Linked DNA regions of Culex pipiens: region 1 is linked to region 2. A link is a contact called in public Hi-C data. All regions are on one chromosome and are shown on one strand. Each heading gives the region's core, a stretch centred on a gene start, on an enhancer-like site or on the middle of the called end of the contact. The rest is flanking DNA. Distances are from core to core; before and after follow the strand shown. Region 1 holds the start of LOC120414164 (dihydropyrimidine dehydrogenase [NADP(+)]). Region 2 holds the start of LOC120414176 (zinc carboxypeptidase-like).

Region 1 (4,019 bases), core at 469-2,968, 230 kb before region 2:
TTTGTCTATTCAAATGGGATGTTTACAAAATATTCGCTCGAACTGTGCGCCTCTTACTGTTCGTCCATAAAATGTGCGGCGTGGGTGTTGTCCGCGACCGCAATCAAAATATCGCCTGATAAATTGAAAAATGATATGCACCTGTAAATAAAACAAGAACAAAATAAATATCACCACCAGGGGGAGAGCGGGAGGTTCATTCACTTGGCAACAGCCCCCAGCGACCGAGGGAGGCATCGTTTTGATAAGAAGCTCGCGATTCGTTCGTAATGCTAATTTTTATGTCACTCCATCGTTTTTTTTGCGCATTTTCAGGTGTTTCCACCTGAATAGATGTTCATAAAGTTCGATAACACGCGCGAACAAAAAATAATAAAAAAAATCTATTCGAAGGGGAGGACCAATTTGGCAGTTAGACGACAAAGATTGAAGTCATTGAATTTGAGCGTTATATATTTCACCTTGGGAAACCAGTTCGATGGAGAGACCGGCATCGCGACGGTGTGGCGAATGCTTAGGTTGTCAGAGATAAGTAGAGAAGCTCAAAAGTGAGTGTGTTTAAAATTATCACAGTTTGAAACATTCAGATAAGGACTGAATGAAGAAACAGTTTTGAAGAATCAATCAGAACCCTCTACCGTTTAGTCCCCAATAAGGACTTAAAAGTGGCAGATAAACAGCATCTCTAATGTTTCACTTGTCTGTGCTTTGCCTTCTAAACTCGTACGACCCAGCGTACGACACACATGTGGCGCCGGAGTCGTGCCTCCAATTTTCAACGTTTCATCGTCGTCATCGTCAAAACACAGCACAGCCACACATCACAACCACTGCTGGTGGGCGTGTGTATTAGCTCGTACAAGGAAGCTTTTTCAAAACTTGAAAAAAGGTGCAGCTAGATATCCAAAACACGAACAGAACGTACGATTCATTCTTTTTCGGCGGGTGGGGTTGAGCAAAATCGAATTTCATTATTGAACGTCAACGTGATGAGTTGGATGGGAACACGTTTCTTTCTTAAGGGGTGGGTAAGCTCTTGTATCACACCAGAGATTACTCGAATTTAAACTTTTTTCCAAATCTTGTTTTGGATAGAAACACACAGACTCTTCCTTACGCGTGAACGCATTACGGGGTACGCACGTGCGTAATTGATTTATTCAAATCTCTTGTGGCGGGGCGTTGCGTAACTTCCAGAACAGATAAATCTACAGTGCTTGCGTGTGCTGTCGTCGCAAATAAATCAAAAGTAATTTATCCTTCCACCGTCTGGTTTCAGCCCCTCGACGACAATTTCGAGAGATTTGCGTTCCATCAAGTTGAGTTATTCCAGGCCTTGTTTGTTTCTCTTTTGCGTTTTAATGAGATTGTCACCGAATAGGAGCAGAACAGCAGAACACGATGTTCTGCGTTGAGGAATTATGTCCTGGAGATTAACCGCGACTAATCACAGTAATTTAGCGGAGGCGCAATTAGCTAGCAAACGCAGAACTAACAACAAAACACACTTCAAAGGCACTCTCTTCAAACAGATAACGATCACAGCAGAGTCGCAGCGTGAAGCTGCGGCTGTACAAACCTTCCGAGTAAGTGAACGGTCACCGATAGACTGAAGTTGGCGTGTCCAATCTCCAGGTCCACCACTTTGCCCAGCAGCAGCATCTAATAGCTTAGCGTCAAAGCTGCTTAGTCGGTTTGTGTGTGGTACAGTATTGTATTGGTAGCGCAATCATATCTCTGGAACGTCGACACATCGAAGACGTGAACTTGGACTATAATGCTCCTACACAGCTGTACACAGAATGGCATTGCGCTGTTATCAGAGTCCTAGGGGAGGTCGTGGTTGCGTAATCGTTTGACTATTCACCATGTTTATTTTTATGTTTTTTTTATTGTCTTTTGCATGAAAATGTTGCCACTTATTTCTTATTTCTAAAAAACAATAATAAATAAATTCGCTACCGAAGCCGCTCTACAAGCCTGTATATAATGAATCACTTATTAATCCATATTGCTTTGTCATTTTTTGACGATCTGAAATTAATACTTTTTGTATAAGATTTGAATTTTGGGGACTTCCCTTTCAAAAGGACAGTGAATGATTTAAAATTCTGCCCTCGAATAAAGTTTTATCAGATAATTTTGGTTTCTTCAGATAAGTTTCACGTTATGAAAATGACTGCCTAAAATATATAGTAAAAAAGTAAATCTTTCCCAGTTCCTGAGGGGAACACCCTTGAAGAGTATCGGGGCCGGCATTTACAAAGCGGATTCAGTGGCAGTTTCATTCTCAACTTACTGTTAACATGTTAAGGTTAATGTTAACATTCCATTGTGACGATACACTACCTTCCCTTTACTAAGCAATCGATTCCAGAAGGGAAAAGATCACCAGTTGTGTGGTCCGAGCCGGGATTTGAACCCCGATCTACCGCTTACGAGGCGGAAGCGTTACCACTGGGCTACGTGGCTCGGTCTGCCTAAAATATAACCTCTTACAAAAATCTTAGTTGTACGATTCTTCATGAAATTATAATTTATGAATTTTGGTATTTGATGAACCGAGCCGGTTTTGAGTTACAGCCATTTTAAGGTTTATTTGAGATGGCTTCGAATAGCCTTAAATAGATTGAACATGAAAATTAGTTTTTCTAACTTTTACTCATCGAGCCCAATCTGAGTGCATAATTGGCAAAGGGAGCGCGCGGTCGTTAAAAAAAAAATTCGGAGTGAAAAGTGATTTTTTTTTGTGTGTGCCTTTTGTTTCGCATTTTTGTCGTGAATTGTGATATAGTTTTCGATGAAAACGATTCGAGTTCGTTAGGTTTATCGCGTAACAAAATTATTTTGATTCATCAAGAACGTCGTGTGGTGCGCTAGTCTTTTTTGTGTTGAAAAGACCTTCCCATAGCTCCGTAGCTCGGAGGGCTCGACGTCGGTTGTTTGTGTGTTAAGCCCTCTCCATAGCATCGTAGCTCGAGAGGCAACGAAAATCAATACCTTATCTAGCTAACAGAAAGAAGATCGGAAGGCACTTGATGATTGAGTTCGTCGCGTCTATTCCGTAACAAATTCATGAACTAAATGATTATATAATTAAAAATCAGACTACGCTATCATTGCAGCATTGCATTTAACACCTCATACTATAAATAAATATTATTTGGTTTTATCTTTCCACAGCCGGCTGTCTAAGATTAAACCATTTCATTAAAAATTTAACAACAGTTAAACGGGAAATGTCGCATCCGCAGCAACCGATTGTTTGCCTTGAGAATAAAATATAATACCTTTCAACAAACATTATGATTTTGGGTCGCATCATCATCTTCTATGATGAATCCTGACCAAACACCCTATCCTACTAACCAATTTTCAGGTTCCTGGCGCATGTGGGGTGTAAGCACAGAGTAAATCAGCTGCCCTAGTAGCAATCTGCGCTAACTAACATTCCCGTCCCTTAATCGAGATCTACAAACTGACATGGCGGGCGCCGTTGGTGGCCAATGACTGTTACCTATTCGCAACTGATCTTGGTCTGGAAATCATGGTGTTTTATCTTTTCAGCGCATTCATACATGCTGTTGATAAGGGAAATACCACTTGATAGTCGAAGCCTATGATCAGTAGTGCTGAAAGGATATTACGGTTCTGTTCAGCAACGGAGAAGGACAACCATGGGTGGTCTCTCATGCTCATGCTCATGCTTTTACTCATCGAGCCCAATCTTTTCATTTGACTCTTCAGTCTAGACTCGATTATCCAAAGGCCTCGGAAAAAGTTCATTCAAGTAATCGAATCACGTTTTTTTATTACTCGCTGTCTCATTTTTTATGGTCTAGCTTAAGTATGACCCATAAACTACTCTAAAATTATTTAGATTTTTCAAATCCAAGATTGCGGCAAAAATGGCGGTAATAACACATTATTTTTTTTTTAACACTCAAGCGCTTGGGTTGTCATTTGACCCCTATTTTTTTCTTAAAAATCTCATAACTTTTGGTAGAATTGACCAATTT
Region 2 (3,637 bases), core at 310-2,809:
GGAGAGTTTGATGCTCGATAAAAGCTCCAAAAATACTATTTAGGCTATAAACTTACCAGCAACAGCACCGCCTCGAGTAAGCACGCAAATGTCGCTTACTGGCCAAATAGATTAAATTTAATACACTTTTTTCTCCTCACGCAAGATGAGGAGTAACTGCTTAACAAAAATCGCCATCAACATTTTTTACTTGCGGTATCGTTTTCAAAGCAAAGCTATGACATTGCTTCCACCTACCGGCAACATGTGCTTTTGAACATTAGTTAGTCACTGACTTGAAAAATAATCCCAAAACATGTAAATAATTAGCAAGCACCATCAAAAAACCAACCGCGCCAAGTCCTTTGACGTTTGACTTTTGACGACCCATTCCAATCGAAGGCTGAAGAAAACCAAGCGAGAAGCGAAGGCAAACAACACCACCAGCAGCGCCTGTTGGTGTGAGCCAGTGATGCCAGGAAACTTTCTCTATAAATGCTACTTTTCGTGAGTGTTCGCTTAAAATTTTATCACAATTGGCAGCACTAAGCCGACTCAAAAGAGCACTGGAAGAAAAGTGAACTGAGCTGAAAATAGAAAAATGTCGTAGTAACAGTTCAACAGGGCGAATCTGCGTTTGTAAACAAGCAGTCTATCCCTTTTGCTCAAGTGACAGTTCACGTCAAGTAAGAGGGGACAGACTGCTTGTTTACAAACGCAGATTCTGTTACTACGGAATGGGCGTGGCCCGATGCATTCTCGTCTGATTAGAATACAATTGGGAAATATTTTTTTTAATTGCTTGTAGAAGGAATAGAATAACTTTTAGTAGAAGTGAAAATAAACTGAAATGTTCACAAAAAGTTGCATCACTCGTTGGTGTACTTGGTTTTAGTAAATTTCAAGAAACACTCCAGATTATCCAGCATCATTTAAACATGACCGCTTATCAGGCTTAAAATGGGTGTATTTATTAAATGGGTGTAATTAGGTACTTTATTTTTGTTATTTTAAGCATTAATGTTAATGAACTCCTAACAAATCTCAAGGAATCGATAAAAATATTCCCAAACGTCGACTCTTTGGTCCAGACACCTTCATACAGCATTTTAAGGTTTCATACGTTTTTTCTTCAAAGTTTGTATGAAGAATTTGTGTGGTCTGCTCCTTGACGAACTGCCCAAATTCTCCATACGAACTTGGTAGAAAAAAAACCATTCGGGCCTATCTAAATATTTTTCAAAAAATCAAGTTGTATTTGTTTTTGGGGATTCCAAAGTTCATGCTTCCGCTCGAGTTTAGCCTGTGAAGATATTTTTTAAATTTTCGAGTTTAGTCTGTGAAGATATTTTTTTAAATTTTCGTAGGTCATTGCATTCTTGCATTTAAAAAAATCAAATAAAATTCAATACTGTCCACAACATTCGATTCTTGCAGCTAGTTCTGCTGTATCATCTGGTTTTGGCAGATAAACCCGAGCTCTTACGTTTACTCACACTACCTCGTGCTACGTGAGTGAACACTCTTTGAAATGAACAACGGTTCATGAACCTCTTCCTCTGCTTGCTGATAATGCACTTCAGATCATTCGTTGCTGTGCCTACCGGCAAGTCGGTAGTATTCTTACTTGCGGTATCACTATCCGAAAGCGATGCGATTACTCAATCACCCGGTGCAACTCGCGCCGCTGATCCTGGCAGTGTTCTTCGGAATCAACGCGTGTATCGCCTGCGATGGTCCCGCCTCGGCCGCGGCGAGCAACAAGGCCCGCTACGACCAGTTCCGCATTTACCGGGTGTTCCTGGAGACGGACGAACAGGTCGGTATCATGCAGCAGCTGGAGAACCGCAGCGACAGCTACCAGTTCATGGGTCATGCCCGGCAGCCGAACCAGAACCTGTCGATTATGGTTGCGCCGCAGAAGATCGCCGAGATCAGCGATCTGATGGACCGGTTTCAGATTCAGGGGCAGGTGTTGGTAGGTTGATTTGGTGGATTGGTTTGGTGGGGATCTGCTGAGGTTTTGGTTTATGTTTTAGTTGTACAACATCCAAGAGCTGATCGATGCGCAGGAGTTGACGGTTATGCCAAAGGGAACTGCTCCGGAACAGTTTGATTGGACGCATTACTTCCACCTGGATACGATCCACAAGTGGCTTGATCTGCAAGCTTCAAAGTATCCGGAACTCTTAACGGTCATCCCGCTGCAGGCGAGTTACGAACGCAATCTCATCAAAGGAGTAAAGCTGTCTGCAAAACCCGGCAATACAGCTGTCTTTGTCGAATGCGGAATCCACGCCCGCGAGTGGATCTCCCCGGCGGTTTGCACGTACATCCTGAACCAGCTGCTCACGTCTCAAGCCCCCGAAGTCCGCGACCTGGCCACAAACTTTGACTGGTTCTTCTTCCCGGTGGTCAATCCGGACGGGTACAAGTACACCTTCGACGCGGATCGCTTCTGGCGCAAAAACCGCCGTCCGTACGGCTTGTGCCGGGGAGTCGACCTGAACCGGAACTTTGAGAGCAACTGGAACGGCATCGGAGCGAGTTCGGACCCGTGTGCGTACGACTTTGCCGGAGGATCCGCCGCCAGCGAGCCGGAAACCCAGGTCATCCAGAACTTTGTCAAGCAAAACGCCCAATCGGCGCGCATCCGGACGTACTTCTCGATGCACTCGTACTCCCAGCTGATCATGTTCCCGTACGGTTACACCACGGACCGGGTAGACAACTACGCCGACCTGGTAGCGATTGGCGAACGTGGCTCGGAAGCGATTCGTAACACCCACGGCAAGCAGTACCTGGCGGGGGCGATGATCGAAACCATCTATCCGTCGTCGGGGGACAGCGTGGACTGGGCGTACGCCGAGTGTGGCGTTCCGGTGGCGTACACCTTTGAGCTGCGAGGTCCGCCGGAGAGTACCAATATGTTTATCTTGCCGGCGGAGGAGATCGTTCCGACGGGGGAGGAATCGCTGGCCGCGTACGTGGCGATGCTGGGCGAAGCGAGGAAGTTGGGGTATTACGATGGCGTGGCGGAGAAGGGAGAGTTGTAGAGTTGAGATTCGTAGATTGAATAAAAGACTGGAATTGTTACATCGTTTGTTTGATTATTAAAAATGTCGAATCCGACAGATATCGGCTTCGACTTCACCATCATCTTGCATACAAAGTTGTAGGAATTTAGGCAACCACTCATAACTGCGGCTTTTTAGGATTTGTCGACTCTGACTCCTCGATCCACTGCAACCAACTCTCCGTAGTTACATAAATCGTAACCACAATGAGAAAGTCATGTTCAAGCTTTCAATTCTTGACGTTCAACACCATTCATCACGACGACAGAGTCGTTTATTTTCGTCCCACTTATCTTTGGGCAGACTTTTCTTATTAGACAGTAAACAGTCCCTGAGGATCAGTGACTACCTCGCCGTTTACGACCAGTTAAGCCAGAGGTAGACAATACCGCTATTATACGGCTCTCAAGATAAGAGACCGAAGATTCATCTGGCTAGAAAGGCGAACAACTCCAAAGTCACAGCAACCGAATCTCGGCTGATAAGTTCAATATTGTGATCGTATTGATTGAACGACGTCTCAGTTGAGCCACGATGGCCGGTAAGAAGGGATCATTTACGGGGTCACTCATACCTCTCGT

Evidence for each region. Hi-C and Micro-C count contacts between places; a contact is called where the count stands out from the background.
Region 1: a contact with region 2 is called in a Hi-C map of whole body, with 4 times the contacts expected there. The contact joins the promoter of LOC120414164 here to the promoter of LOC120414176 in region 2. A contact is called at or near these places in 2 of 3 Hi-C or Micro-C datasets (embryo and whole body).

What each region holds. Positions count from the first base shown.
Region 1 is chr1:36,930,811-36,934,829 of TS_CPP_V2, reverse strand. It overlaps LOC120414164 (dihydropyrimidine dehydrogenase [NADP(+)]), which reads right to left and starts at 1,718. Exons shown (of 6, transcript XM_039575216.2): 1 at 1,580-1,718; 2 at 1-141.
Region 2 is chr1:36,698,936-36,702,572 of TS_CPP_V2, reverse strand. LOC120414176 (zinc carboxypeptidase-like) reads left to right here and starts at 1,559. Exons shown (of 2, transcript XM_039575249.2): 1 at 1,559-1,957; 2 at 2,019-3,075. The coding sequence starts at 1,631. The coding sequence ends at 3,035. It overlaps LOC120414177 (zinc carboxypeptidase-like), which reads left to right and starts at 3,304. Exons shown (of 2, transcript XM_039575250.2): 1 at 3,304-3,637. The coding sequence starts at 3,591.